3 separate regions of the Mus musculus genome follow, and regions 1 and 3 are each linked to region 2. The links are chromatin contacts, called in public Micro-C maps. All regions are on one chromosome and are shown on one strand. Each heading gives the region's core, a stretch centred on a gene start, on an enhancer-like site or on the middle of the called end of the contact. The rest is flanking DNA. Distances are from core to core; before and after follow the strand shown.

Region 1 (4,389 bases), core at 119-2,618, 7.0 Mb before region 2:
CTCCAGTAGTGTTAATAGAGTTTCAGATTTGTCCGGGGCCTGATCGATAGATGTCATCTATTAAAGGTAAGTTTTAATCGAACAATATTAGGATCAGACAGGGAAAGGGGGTTTGAAGTCAGTACCTGCAAGCTGCGGGCAGGAGATATGCAGGCGCCAGTAATAGAATATCGATCAAGGAGTTAGGGGGAGGGGAGCGCGGCCCCACAGAGAGACCATCCAAACAATTAATCCAGGCCCGCGGCCGGGACCCAAGCCAGGCCACCAGAGGCTTCCGGGGGCCCCAGACAATCACCTCCAAACTTAGGAAGGAGGAGGAGGGGCTGTGCTATATACAGCCCTCCCTGGGACCTGAATCCCTAGACCTTCAGCGTCTCCCCAGATAATCAATCCCATGCTCATGTCCCACTAAGCATGAATCCTGCTATCTTAAGTTCTTCCAGCCACAAACTTTCCGGAACCCTTTCTTTTGTGTCCACCAACTTCAGGGATAAGGGGGAAAGGTCTAGAAGAGAACACCAAAAGCTATTGGGGGTGGGGGCGTCCCCTGTTGAGTCCGGGAAAGAGCATGGGCTCTAAAGATGTTTCCGAGTGGTTGAAAAAAAAGCACCTAATCCGGGGAAGGCCCGAGCCTCGGTTGCCCCATACATAAAATGGGAGTGGTGTTAATGACACTACATAGTTGGAAGGTATTTTCATAACCTTTATCCCAAGCTCCTCGCCCAGGTTCTAGCACGTGGAGAGCACAATACACTTCCATTAGATCAGTGAGCCTGAGCTGTAGTTTATGTGAGCCAGTCAGAGTTGTGGCGCTCATTCACTGAGCAGGTGTTCAGGAAAAAAGCACACACTGGTCCTGGCAATCTCAGCCACGTCCCTACCTCTGTCCTCTTCCAAGTAGGGATGGCTCGCTTCGCACCTGCGCGGGATCACCTTTTCTAGTTCCCAGGCTACCAATAAACCTTGACTACTACACACACACACACACACACACACACACACACACACACACCACTTAGGCTTAAAACCGCCTCACATTCTTACCAGGGGTCTCCTGTGACCCGATTGGATTCCCCGAACAAGCATCTTGCCCTGCTTCCACCTCTTCTAAACTTTTCTTGGCTTCCAGGGCAGCGAGACGCACCGGCGGGAGGGCAGCTCGCGTGAATTTTTGCGGATCCAAGATGTCCAAGACAGAGAAGGAGATCTTGTGGTGAGAGGGGGCCGCCTTGGCCCCGACGTCCTGCCATGCCAACATGCCCGCCTCCCGCGGGCCCGAGGCCAGCCGTACTGGGGTCGGGGCTGGATGCGCTCAGCCGCTGTCTTCTGCAGTGGTTTGGCCACAGCTCTCCAGCCGCGAACTGGAATTTCCCCGCCAAGTGAAGCTGTAGAGGGGGGCAAGGAGGCGGGGCGGGAGGAGAGAAGCGGGGAAGGGGGCGGGGGGGGGGGCTGCTTGAGGATTGGCACTTGAGCTGGCCAGACCCCTTCCACGTGCAGTGAGCGCTTGCAGCCTCCACGAGACTATCCTGGGCAGCCGGAGGGGGGAGGGAGCGCTGACTAGAGGGACCCTCGCGCGCCAATGCGCGCTCCCGGTTCGCCGGGTCACCGTGGCATGCTGTGTGAAAATCTTTCCATGCTGCGGAGACTCGTGAAGGGCGTGAGGGAGGATTCCATCTCCGCTACCTCATCTGCACACACATTCACCTGACTGAAGTTTACTTATTTCTCTTGGGGCACTTGCCATCTTCCTTTGACCTGGCGATGCCACAGAGGCCAGACCTGATTGCTTCGCCATGATGCACGGTGCATCTCAAGCCCCATCCCTGAACCACAGTAAAGGCTTCGGGCACATTTACGTAAAAATTTTAAAGCCTCTGTGCATTTACAGTTTATAAAGCCCTGGGGCTTTCTCACTCTCTTTTGATTTTCTAGGCATTCCCCCCTGTGAGGTGGGTGTGGCCTGGGAACCACAGTCTGTGGTTTCAAACAGAAGGAAAATGAGGTTCAAAGATGAGCGGTGGCGCTACAGATGACAAGAGTCTGGACTGGGCCAAGGTTTTTCAGGTCATCCTGATGGCTTAGGATATGTGTGTGTGTGCGGGGGGGGGGGGGGAACCTTCTTGGAGGGGAGTTTTTTCTTTCCACTCGGAAGACCAGCAGGGCCTGGTCAAAAGGGGTCTATGGAAATACGCCTGCCCAGAGAGCTGAAGGCTTAGGGCTAGGTGGCTTGGCTAAAGGTGAGTATCCCTCCTCGGATACCATTTTCATTGCCTGTCAGGACTTCTCAGTCACAGATTCTATCATTAACATCAGAAATTGACTCTCTGGGTTCCTTTCCCAGCGTGAAGAAGGAAAAGGTTAAAAGATGCCTAGTGGTTTGAATTTAAGACCAGAGATGAGAGCCGATTAAAATGGCCCCATCTGCCCCCCAAGTCTCCAGGGAGGACAGCCGGCATTAGCAGTGAGGGAAAGTCTGCATAGCCACACCCACGGTGATATTCCTTTTTTTTTTTTTAAGGCATTCATTTCAGCGACAAATTCTGAAGCATTAGCCCCTCTGCACAGAACCGCCTTGGAACCCCCCCCCCCCCCCGCCACTTCTTTCTTCTTTGCCCCATGTGGTTCCCAGACAATGTCTTGACAATTAATATTGTCTAAGCAGGTAAGAAGTAGGAAGAGGAGGGGACTCCTCACTAAAGTGCTGGGAGCTGCTCATCCAATCTGTTATTAAAGAGGTGTCCTTGGGGGCTTGCTCCTTGTAGCTTTTCTCATTCAAACCTTTCAGCCCCTCCCAGGGGTGGCCACCATATTCCCTGCCGACTTTAAAGCCTTGCCGAAATTCAAGCCAGCTCCAGACCTAAAGTAAAGACGGAATGAGCTTTTAAAGCTAAGGGAAGGAAGTGCCCAGACCAAGCCCACCAGAACCCCCAACCCCCGACCCCCACCCTTGCCAAGGGAATGCGCGCTTTGTGAAACTCAGGGAAAAGACAACCCAGAGGTCAGGCCAAGGGACAATGCGTGCAAATCAGAGATTCTTCAGTAATGCGCATACTGTGTCTTCTGTTTGGATAACCGTTTCTCACCTAGTTCCCACATTTTTTATAAGTCTTCGGTTTCCTTGTCTCTCATCCCCTACTAACCCCAATTCCTTTTTTCCTTTTTCCATATATATTAGGTTTTTCAGGATAGCTGGGAAAGATCTGCCTAAGGTCACTCATTCGGGAATCCATAGAATGTTTGTGGTTTTCCATGATTCCTTGCCTTACCTTTTTCTCTGGAAGACACATTGAGTCGTTTCCTAGGACTGGGGATTAGCAAGTGTTCTAGGGGCATCACATCCCAAAGCAGAGGGACAGACCCCTTCCCCAGCCACGATCACACAGAACTGGGATCAGTTATCTTTTGTTGTTGTTGTTTACATTATAGAAAGTGTTTCCTCTCCTAGGATTTATCTTTCCTTTGAAGTCTATGGTGCTAAACACAGAAAAGGGACAAGCAGGAGAGGTCACGTACTGTAGCCTACAGATCTGTAGACAGGCCTTCTTGTGTGTGGCTGGTTTTAAATTCCTCTCTTCACCATCTCACCATTTCTCTTGTGTGTTCACCGCAGTATGAGCCTCCAGGACTCTGAGATGGGAGAAACACCTATGTGTCTCTCTCTCAACACCGCTTCACTCACTCAGCCCACAGGCAAACACCCAAAGACGTCCTTCTGTTGATGGGGGAGTGGAAGCAGGAAGCTTAAGGGAGCCTTTTTTTCTGGCTACTTGTTTTGCACGAACCATAAGGCAGCAGAACCTCCCTTTGGGAACAACTGAGAAAAAGTGCTTGACTCACTAACGTTCTGACACAAATGTTATCCAGGACGCTTCTCTATAATACATATGTTCACATCTGGCAAGCCATCTTCCCTATGTGCACGAAGTTGATTTGGTTGTTTTTTTTCTTTCTTTCTTTTTTTTCCCCTCTCCCCTCCCCCCAGCCTGGGCATTAAAATTCCATTTGAGTGCTGTCTTTAAATTGCTTTGATGCTAGGTGGGTTCCAACTCTGACCTGTCCTGATGGCAAGTGATGGCTGTAACAAGCCCAGGATCAATATTCATAGCGGGTGTCCTGGGCTGATAACGCTATCCAAGACAATGTTCGCTATCAGTGTGGACAGCTGAGATATTGTGCCATTAGGGATGTTGTGTTAAATAACCTGATCCATTTCTGGGGCTATTTAATGAATTTCACAGCTTAGATAGTATCTTTAAGGAGATGGCAAAAGGCTATTCCAGAGGCACTGATGCAAATCAATGATGCCAGGCTTCTCAAGCGATTGTCCAAACAAAGTGGCCTGTAATTCCGGCACAGCCATGAGAAGCTGCCACCCACCCTGGGAACAGG
Region 2 (4,965 bases), core at 2,379-4,878:
GTTACCGTTTTATGGTGCCAAGTAGCCTACATTAAAACCATAATCTTGTGGGAGAATTAGAAGTAGCCTCGTCCACTTCCCACAGATTGCTTCTAGCATGGGCTGTGTGTAAACCTGGCAGAAAAGCGACGGGTGATGCTGGGCACAGCCTGTTGCCTGGACTAGCACCCAGCACTGAGAACCACGGAAGGCGCCTGCGGAGCCTGCTGAGGAAACACAGCGTGCTTTTATTGATTTACTTCTGAACACTACAGTTCCTGGATGGGGCGGAGGCGCGAGTTAATGTCGGTTTCCCTAGAAATCACTCAAGGCCGGCCTGTGTCCTTGATGCCAGGGTCGGGTCTGTGACTGCCATGGTCGCTGCTTGCCAATGTGCCATGTCCGCAGCGGTTGTCCGTGGGTTCCAGCTGTGGGTCCTTCCCGTGAAGGCCTCTGGAAGTGACTGCTCGGTTCCTAAGCAATAAAATTGATCATGGTGAAAACAGTTCCTGCTGCTTATTCTCCTGCCTTCCCTCTCCCTTGCCTTTGAAATGCTAAGTGCCAGGAGTGGCCCCCTTTGTGCGGGTTTGCTCTGGCCCGTTCTGATTCTGGGAATTTCAGAGTTCCAATCCGCCACAGGGCACCAAGCCCTCAGAAAAATCACCTCTTAGACTTTTTTATTATTATTATTACTGTAGTGGAAAAGGCCATCCATTCCCTCACTCTACTAGAGGGAATTAAACAAAAGCTTTTCTTTGGCTTCGCTCAAAACCTTTATCAACATTTCTCTGCTCTGAACTTTGGCTGAGAAACCACACAGAAACCACACATTGCCCCATTTAAGACGGGGAAAAAACTCTTGCTTCCTTTTAAAGAAAGTCAGTGATTCAAAAGAAGCTTTGACTTTGCTGATGGAGCCAAAACAGCAAAACAAAGCCTTGGGCTTTTCATGGTTCCAGTGAATATTTTTTAATGCCTTACAGAGAGTAGTTTTGTCATGATTAGCTAATGTGGAAATTGCACACTTAACACTTAACATTCACTACATTAAGGTGGAGCTGTGGAATGGACTTGTATGGGGCCGAAGATGGGGCTTTGCTACAGGGAATTATAGCCCTGAAAGGTCCTAGGGTGGAGAGGGCACCAAGCTCTTAGCTGCCTGGGCATGAGCCACTGGTCTTACCTATGGATTTAGCTCTTTAGGTTGAAGAGATCCTGGCTGAGGGCCCTCCTGTCAGCCTTCTGAGAGGCCAGTGGTGAGTGTCAGGGCTGCTGACACAGGCTGAAGACTGTGAGGTGCCTGGGCAGGATTCACAGGATGTCTGCAGCCCTGCTTAAAACCGGGCTTTCTACTAATGAAAGTCAAGGACTGATAGCCAGAGGCCAGGGAGGGTGCAGAGCCTCGGGCCTTATTACCCCCAGCTGGAGTTTAGTAATTATATCCAAAATGTTTAGAATTCTGGCTAAACAGATAATTATTACAAAATAACAGGGATAGGACAGTGCTGGTTTGGCCTGAACCAGGACATGGGCGCATAGTAACAGGGCACGCTCCCCCAGGTTGAGAAAAAGAAAATACATTAAAAAGAAAAACAGTGTAGTGTGAGGTGCTAGCTGCTTTTAATGAGACAAGCCTTGCAGAACTTTGGGTCTCCCTTCGAATGTGTTAAAAACGAAACAAAACAACAACGATCTACACAGAAAATAGAAATCATACCTGCTTTGGGGTCTCTTCCGCTGAGTTCCCTGCTGGCCCAGCTCCTCCAAGCACTGCGCAGCGGTGTCCTTCCCTTCCCCGGCGGCTGAAGCTGCCTTCCCACGACCCGGGGCATGCTCAGTCTCACAACCTCTGCGCTCCTGCAAGCTGCCATCACCGTGCGCTCTGGGACCATCACCAGGCACTCAACCTCTGAACCAAAGGCGCACACGGGCCCCAGGTCGTCATCAAGCACTGTCGCGCCCCCCTGCGCCAGTCTCTGGCGCCCACAGAGAGAACAGGCTAGGTGGGTCTGCAGGGTCCTGCCCGCCCGCTGGTGCCAGCTCCGTATGGAAGAAACACGATGTGCAGCCTTGGGAGCCACGGCTCCGACGAGGACGTGTTAAATAATTTATTGATTATACAAAGTGATCGGCCCAAACCCCGTACTCCGCCATCACGCCAAGGCCGCGCCAACGTCCGCTTTATAACTTATTCTGTAAAAATATATATACACACTGCGGCTGGGCGGCTGGCGTCGGGGCATGCCGCGAGTCCCGGTTCTCGGGTTCTCCGGCCTGGCCGCGTCCTCACAAGGCGTCCCCCGCGCTGCCACCACACGGGCTAACGAGCGCCAAGTTCGAGGGTTTGTGCTTTTTGAGAAGCCGCGTGATCTTCTCGTCATCGGAGTTGGGGTCCAGGGGCCGGTTGTATTCGTCATCGTCCTCCGCGTCTGAGCCACCCACCTTCAGCTTCTCGGCATCCGAGTCTTGCTTCTTTTTAGCCGACGCCATCTCTGCCGCGTGCCGCTTGCGCCACTTGGTCCGCCGATTCTGGAACCACACCTGGGGGTTTGGGGGAGGGATCATCAGACGGGCACCGAGGCTCGCCTCACCCGACCAGCACTCCGGACCCGCCTGGCGCCAGCGCTTTCCGCGGTCCGGCCGCAGCCGAACCGCCGCTCGCCGGCCGTTCGCAGGACGCGGACTCCGGGCCCCGCCTCAATACTGCTGGACCCCGGCCCATTTCGAGCTCACCTTCACTTGGCTCTCGGTCATGCCCAGAGAGTAGGCAAGCCGCGCGCGCTCTGGGCCTGCCAAATACTTGGTCTGCTCGAAAGTCTTCTCCAGCGCGAAGATCTGCTGGCCGGAGAAAGTCGGCCGCGAGTGTTTCTTCTTGCCATCCTTATCCAGGACCCCGCCGGCTTGGGCTGCGAAGAAGAGCCAGTGAGCGCAGTCCGAGGCCCGCGCCCAGCCCCTCTCCTTACCGAATCCCGCGCGGGCCACTTACCGGAGCCGGCCAGTCGCGGGTCCCTCCAGGGAGAGCCCTGCACCACCCCAGGCCAGAAGATGGGCGGGCGCCCAGGCAGTTCCGCCAGCGGCTTGGGGTAGCCCCGAGCCACGGCGGCTGCGGGCCCGAAGTAGACACCTGCAGACGAGGCGAGCCCGTTGAGACGGGGCAGACTTCCTAGGAGGCCGCCACCCGCTGCGCCCACCGGCCGTCCCAGGATGTCGCTGATGCCGTGCGGAGTGCCTAGAGGCAACTGCGCGCCAAGGCTGCCTAGGGCGGGTGTCTTGAAGCCCGCCGGGCCCTGCAGCGCGTAGGGGAACAGCGACGTCTTCATCTCAGCCATGTTGTGCAGCGCGGCTAAAGGCGCGCTGCTCAGCACAAACGCACCCGGGCGGTTAGCGTCCATGGGCGCCGCCGCCTCCGACCCGGGCGCCCATCCGGGCCCCGCTGCCACCGCCCGCACCCGCCGGCTCGGGAAGTTTGCGCGCGGCGCCGAAGAGCGCCGGCTACGCTGGGACGGGTGGACCGCGTTTCAAACGAACGCCGACGGCCCCTACGGGAAAGCGAGAGGACCGACGGCTGTTGCGCTGAATGGGCGGCGGTCAGAGAGAAGGCAGGGATACTAAGGGCGGCGGGAGCGGCAGTGGCGGCTCCGGGGCAGGTCGGAGCGGCGCCGCGCGGGATGGACGCACTGATAACCGCGGGGCCTGGGCGCGGCGCGCGCGCTGATTGGCTGAAGGCACTGGCGACCAGGCCATTGGCCAGCGTCCGGCCCGTCTGCGCGCGCCCCCGCCGGCCATGCACTCCATGAAGGGCCCATTAGCGAGGCAGGTGCCTCCGGGACTGTAAATTTGCCCCCTGATTTATCTCCCTAGAGATGAAATAAATCCCGTTGGATGGGAGTTTAGTTAGGCAAAGGTTTTAATGGGAAAATCAGGAAAAAATACGAGAACATATTTTATCGACCGAAAGAATGTAGATTTCAAGATCCACTCCGAAAGCTCAAGCTCAGTATGCTTAGTTCAGGGAAGAGCCTGGGACGGCTGGACGCCACAGGTCAGGGCACTCCATCTTGGATCAGGGCCCAAGCCCTGTACTGGGGTTCCTTCTCCTTCCCAGCTCGTGGTGGTGTGGGCTGTTGTGAACTTGTGGGTATAACTTTTCTGGGTGGATTTTGAACGAAAAAGGGTGGACTCTAGGGACCAGATAGATTTGGCTTCCTCAGATCTGCCAAACTCTGCCAACTGAACTCACTGACTTTAGATGGCTCCAGGCAACCGGTGACCTTACTACCACACACACACACACACACACAACCTATGCTGTCCTCCCGTTCTGAAATCCTTGAAGTTGGGTTGGGGTATCTGGGAGAGGCTAGGCCGTCCCCCTTGAACTTTTATGCTTATTAGGCACTCACCTAGGAGGTTACCCGTGTCCAGACTTTGAGGCCCAGGACCAGAATTCTCCTGCTTATTGCTTTCTGGCAAGCTGGACCTCGGGCCAGAATGCAGCGGTTTTGGAATTCAAGAACCAGGACGAAAGGATCACCTTACTCACTGACTTCGGCTGGGTATGCGTTTGCAGTCTAGCGGACAGAGCACTGGCTATAGACCCGGCCTGTAGAGCCCACTAGGCCTTAATTTCTTTTCTAGTACAGGGGCCTCTCACTCCATAAAATTGTTGGGCAGTTAACTGAAGTTGCAGCCACCTAGTGCGGCGGCGCACAGCAGGATCCGAGAAGGTAGCACGCTGGCGCTTATTTCTTTCCTCCTCTTGAGCAGTGCTTACTGTTAACCTCATAATACCTAGTACTGATTGTGATACAACCTGTGGAAATAGAATCTACTGTTTCCGGTCCTGGCGATTTAAGCAGAGGCCCTGTGCAGTTTGTTAATAACGACTTTCCCCTTTTGCCCTGGTCTCCAAGGTTTCTGTCTTACGGGCAAAAGTGATCCTAAAGGCTTCACGTAGGGGCCTAACGTCCACTGCTGCTGGTCCTC
Region 3 (4,648 bases), core at 1,631-4,130, 8.0 Mb before region 2:
TCTTAGCATAGATTCTGTGTTTTCTTCAGGTACTTCTGTAGGCTCGAGGATGCCCCATAGAGGGCGCTGTTTGCCTGGCTTTTAAGGCAGCACGGTGCTGGCAAGTGGAGGGAACAAGACTTTCTGGAGAACAAGTAAATTGCTATCCAGGCACCCGAGCTTTTTCGAACCAGAAAGGAAAGCTCAAGTCAGTGCTTCCTGATGTTGACGTCCAGCTGGAGATGCTGACACCCAGTAAAGAGACCCTTTCCTCTAGTGAATACACACACACACACACACACACACACACACACACACATGCTCACATTAGGAAAGATACATGCTGGATCGGCCCAAGTAAGCTGCCTCTTAACTCTTCTTGGGTCCACACTTCTGGGTCTAGTCCTAGAACTGAGATCGGCCAGAAGCCGTGGACCGAATGTCTTTCACGCCTGTCTTCCTGGGACAGATATGTCTTTCAGGTCTACGGACTCATAGATGGGTTTGTTGCGGGTTTTGGTTTTGGTGTGTTTGTTTGTTTGTTTTTGTTTTGTTTTGAGACACAGTGATTGAACACACGGCCTCTCTGGGTAGGCAGAGAGTAAGGTAGCACTGACTCACAACGACCACCTTTCCGAGAAGTGGAAAGTGTTTCCTCTTTCCCTAATTTAAAAGAGTCCTTGTACATCAGAACTTTAGCAAGCGTGCACACGTCTGCAGCTTCTCCCTCACCAGACCCGCACATACCCTTGGGAGCCTCCTCAGCCTAGTGGGCCGCCAGGTTTGCTGTGCGCAAGCAGTGAGCTCCGAACCGATGTCGTCTATTCAAGAAGAACGATTTCTGCTTTGGGTGGGTGGGTGGGGGTGGCCGCTGCTTGTCCCACACTGTTTGGGCGTCTTAGGTACAGCCTCCTCTCTGGACACCTTTTCTCTATAAAATCTGAGCGTATTACCAACCCTGCTTGAGCCTCGGAGCTGTGATTGGCTCCAACTCGGATTTTAGATGATGCGCCCCTGTGCATTCCAGTAAAGCCTTATACGAAATCAAAGGAATAATAGTAACCATTTATAGAAGCGCTACTTACAAGGCAATAGTAGGGTTCGTTACCGAGGGTGGATGTCAAAACTTTAAATACGACCTTCAAGACTTGGTAGAGGCGGTTCTGGTGCCTTAGGTCTGAAAAATAAAATAAACCTACTTCTCATTTGGGGACCCAAAACTGTCCAGGCTGCGCTAGGTAAGCAAGAGGAGCTTGAATTAGGCAAGACTCAACCGAAAGATAAAGAACGGGCTGAGGCGGAGGAAGTTCAGGTGTGAAGGGATTTTCATCCAGGCTGAGAACAAATTGTCATCTTTCTCGGGCCAAGGAACTATCACCAGGGGAAAGGACCCCATGGAAATCTAGAATTGAACTGATTGTCTCTCCGGCTTCCTGCTTGACCCAGGGAGCTGTTAAGGTCGAATGAGTCCAGCTATTCCTCAGAGGCCCGCCGAGATTCTCCAGGGACTTGGAGGCCCTTGGGACATGCTGCAGGTGTCGTTGCCAGGGTCACAAACGAGAAAGGTACTCTTCTGCGCCTTCGGTTCTTGGCGCCTATATTAAAGCATTAGGCAGTTCCAAATGCCACCCTTTGGGGGGAAAGTGCTGTGTTCAGATCGCAGGCTTAAAGTTGATCTTTGAGCCGCGGACACAGTCACCAAGAAAAGAGCGGTGTCCTTCGGAGTACAGTTGTCAGTGAGGAAACACCGCTACCCCGACAGTTGCACAGGGGAAGCGCGTGCACAGAGTCGCATACCCAACTCCTACTCCTGAAAGATTCAGAATCACTCATCCATTTTCAGGACCAAAGGCCAAGGCTACGCGGATTCCTAAGTCGGCAGACTCTCGACTAGACGAAGAGCGGGGAAGCTCTTTTTGGCCGCACCCTGATTAGCAGGTTTGGGGAAAGAAAGTACTGAGTTCTTTCGGGGCCGGGGAGGCGCCCTACTTCCTGGACCCGCACGGCCAAGGCTTTCCAGCCGCGTGGGGCAGCTGGCCTCTGCCAGGCCGGGAGGGGTGGGAGAGCGGCCGCTGCTAGCGCGGATAACCCGGAGGTGACCCAGGCCAGCCTGCTCTGCCCCTCCCCCTCAGGCAGACCGGACAGCAGCCAGCCCGCAGCCGAGCTGCAGGGGGTAGAGGGAGGTGCTTGCTCCAGACTGGAGCAGGTCCGTGCGCTCCGGCCCGCCGGGGGCGTCTCCTTCTTGAGGTCCCTCGCGCGCCTCCCGCTTGGTGGGAGCTCTCAGAGTGCCTCTTTAGCGAGAGCCAATATCCTTTTGTGCTAATAGGTTTGTCCTCATTTGCTGCCTAATTGGACTATATAAAGCCAATAACAGGCGGGCTCTCATAGCCCGAAGCCAAAGCGCCAAAATCCGAGGGAAGGCGAGGAGGGGGCGGTAGAGGAGGCGGCTGCGGGGCCTGGGCTCGGCTGCGCCTTGGCCGGCCTAATCCCATTTGCCATTGTACGCGCCCAATCGCCGTATACTCCCCGCATTTAACTTGGATGACATTTTGATTTCATCATTAGCATCCGGCGCCGGATTGACGCATCCCCAAGCCGGGGACCGCTCTCGCAGCCTCCTCCCGGGGAGCCGCAGCTCCTACCGGCCCCCTCGCTCCCTCGGCGCAGAGGCAGGTCCGCTCCCCGCCCCTCTGGACCCCTCCCCCCATGCGAGCCCGCCCCGGCCCGGTCCCCACCCCGCCCTCCCGCGGCTCGATTCGCGCCCGGGGCGGCCCCCGACTTTGAGCCCCGTAGTTGAGTTCCGTTTATGGTCTGATTTCCGGCCCCTAGCCTGCTCGCCCCGCCGCCCGCCGCCCGCCTGTCCCGCTCCCGCCCTCCGTGGGACCCGGAGGACTGGGGACCATGCCGGAGCCCGGGCCGGACGCCTCGGGCACTGCCAGCGCGCCGCCCCCGCAGCCACCGCCCCAACCTCCCGCGCCCAAGGAATCCCCGTTCTCCATCAGGAACCTGCTCAACGGAGACCATCACCGGCCGCCCCCGAAGCCTCAGCCGCCCCCACGAACGCTCTTTGCTCCGGCCTCGGCTGCTGCCGCCGCCGCCGCCGCTGCGGCCGCCGCAGCCAAAGGTGCCCTGGAGGGCGCCGCGGGCTTCGCGCTCTCGCAGGTGGGCGACCTGGCTTTCCCCCGCTTTGAGATCCCAGCGCAGAGGTTTGCCCTGCCCGCGCACTACCTGGAGCGCTCCCCGGCCTGGTGGTACCCCTACACCCTGACCCCCGCCGGCGGTCACCTCCCGCGACCAGAAGGTACCGACCTCTCTTTGAACTTTCGTTCTCCCCTCTTTCCCTGTGGGCCGGTCACATTCCCTCTCAGAGATGGTGTCACTGCAGTTAGGGATGCCCCGACACCTGCCAACCAGAGTTTTGGTTAACTTCCTTCGGCCTCTAGCCAGCATCTTTCCTGCGCCGCTCGGCTACGAGGCCAAGGAAACCAATCCCACTTGCTGAGAAAAGAAGTGCAGTTGGAGGCCCGGGCTCTGCGATTCCCGGAAAAAAATTGTCCTCCAGCAGGAATGGGTGGCTTGGGATGGCCTTGGGGGGTGGGGGGGAGGCCTGGAAGGCAGGGTTGAACCTTAGCAGTGGAGAATTTTCCCGCTGGCCCCTGGCGTGGGAAACGCGAGATAAAAGGAGCGGCCCTGATCCCACCATTGCCTGGCCAGTCCTAGAAAGGCGAAGAGATCTTAGATCTTTCTGCCCCACTGCAGCCCAGCGGGGACACGGGAGAACCGAGGCCCAGGGCCAGTAGCCCGAGGCCAACGTGTGGGTTGCGCTTGGTGCTCCCAGATCCCTGCCTCGCTCAAGGCTGTGTCGCTGTGCTTGTGTGTGCGTCCGTTTGTCTGTCTCCCCAGCCTCGGAAAAGGCCCTCCTGCGAGACTCCTCCCCTGCGTCCGGCACCGATCGAGACTCCCCGGAGCCTCTGCTCAAGGCTGACCCCGACCACAAGGAGCTGGACTCCAAGAGCCCGGACGAGATCATTCTGGAAGAGAGCGACTCGGAGGAAGGCAAAAAAGAAGGCGAGGCGGTGCCTGGCGCGGCCGGGACGACCGTAGGGGCGACTACGGCGACACCGGGCTCAGAGGACTGGAAGGCGGGCGCCGAGAGTCCCGAGAAGAAGCCGGCGTGCCGCAAAAAGAAGACGCGCACCGTCTTCTCGCGCAGCCAGGTCTTCCAGCTCGAGTCCACATTCGACATGAAACGCTACCTGAGCAGCTCGGAGCGCGCTGGCCTGGCCGCGTCGCTTCACCTCACCGAGACGCAGGTCAAGATCTGGTTCCAGAATCGCCGCAACAAGTGGAAGCGACAGCTGGCGGCCGAGCTGGAGGCGGCCAACCTGAGCCACGCCGCTGCGCAGCGCATCGTACGCGTGCCCATCCTCTACCACGAGAACTCTGCGGCCGAGGGGGCGGCAGCGGCTGCGGGGGCACCGGTGCCAGTCAGCCAGCCGCTGCTCACCTTCCCGCACCCAGTCTACTACTCGCACCCGGTGGTCTCGTCCGTGCCCCTACTAAGGCCGGTGTGAGATGGGACAGGGGACAGGGAGTGAGCACCCGGCCACCTTTTGGGGACCCCGGAGGAGACTGGGCCGGGCCGAGGGTGCCGGGCTGTGGCCAGCGA

Evidence for each region. Hi-C and Micro-C count contacts between places; a contact is called where the count stands out from the background.
Region 1: a contact with region 2 is called in a Micro-C map of embryonic stem cells, with 7 times the contacts expected there. The contact joins the promoter of Nkx1-2 here to the promoter of Nkx6-2 in region 2. A contact is called at or near these places in 1 of 39 promoter capture datasets (cranial neural crest) and 1 of 484 Hi-C or Micro-C datasets (embryonic stem cells).
Region 3: a contact with region 2 is called in a Micro-C map of embryonic stem cells, with 15 times the contacts expected there. The contact joins the promoter of Hmx3 here to the promoter of Nkx6-2 in region 2. A contact is called at or near these places in 2 of 39 promoter capture datasets (cranial neural crest and maxillary cranial neural crest) and 4 of 484 Hi-C or Micro-C datasets (B cells and embryonic stem cells).

Annotation. Positions count from the first base shown.
Region 1 is chr7:132,598,269-132,602,657 of GRCm38.p6, forward strand. It overlaps Nkx1-2 (NK1 homeobox 2), which reads right to left and starts at 1,369. Exons shown (of 2, transcript NM_009123.2): 1 at 1,045-1,369. The coding sequence starts at 1,258.
Region 2 is chr7:139,579,169-139,584,133 of GRCm38.p6, forward strand. It overlaps Nkx6-2 (NK6 homeobox 2), which reads right to left and starts at 3,629. Exons shown (of 3, transcript NM_183248.3): 1 at 2,966-3,629; 2 at 2,713-2,885; 3 at 2,052-2,520. The coding sequence starts at 3,371. The coding sequence ends at 2,266. Gm33031 (a long non-coding RNA gene) reads left to right here and starts at 3,628. Exons shown (of 7, transcript XR_003946896.1): 1 at 3,628-4,965. Inpp5a (inositol polyphosphate-5-phosphatase A) reads left to right here. Exons shown (of 16, transcript NM_001127363.1): 16 at 1-484.
Region 3 is chr7:131,540,083-131,544,730 of GRCm38.p6, forward strand. It overlaps Hmx3 (H6 homeobox 3), which reads left to right and starts at 2,881. Exons shown (of 2, transcript NM_008257.3): 1 at 2,881-3,280; 2 at 3,883-4,648. The coding sequence starts at 2,881. The coding sequence ends at 4,553.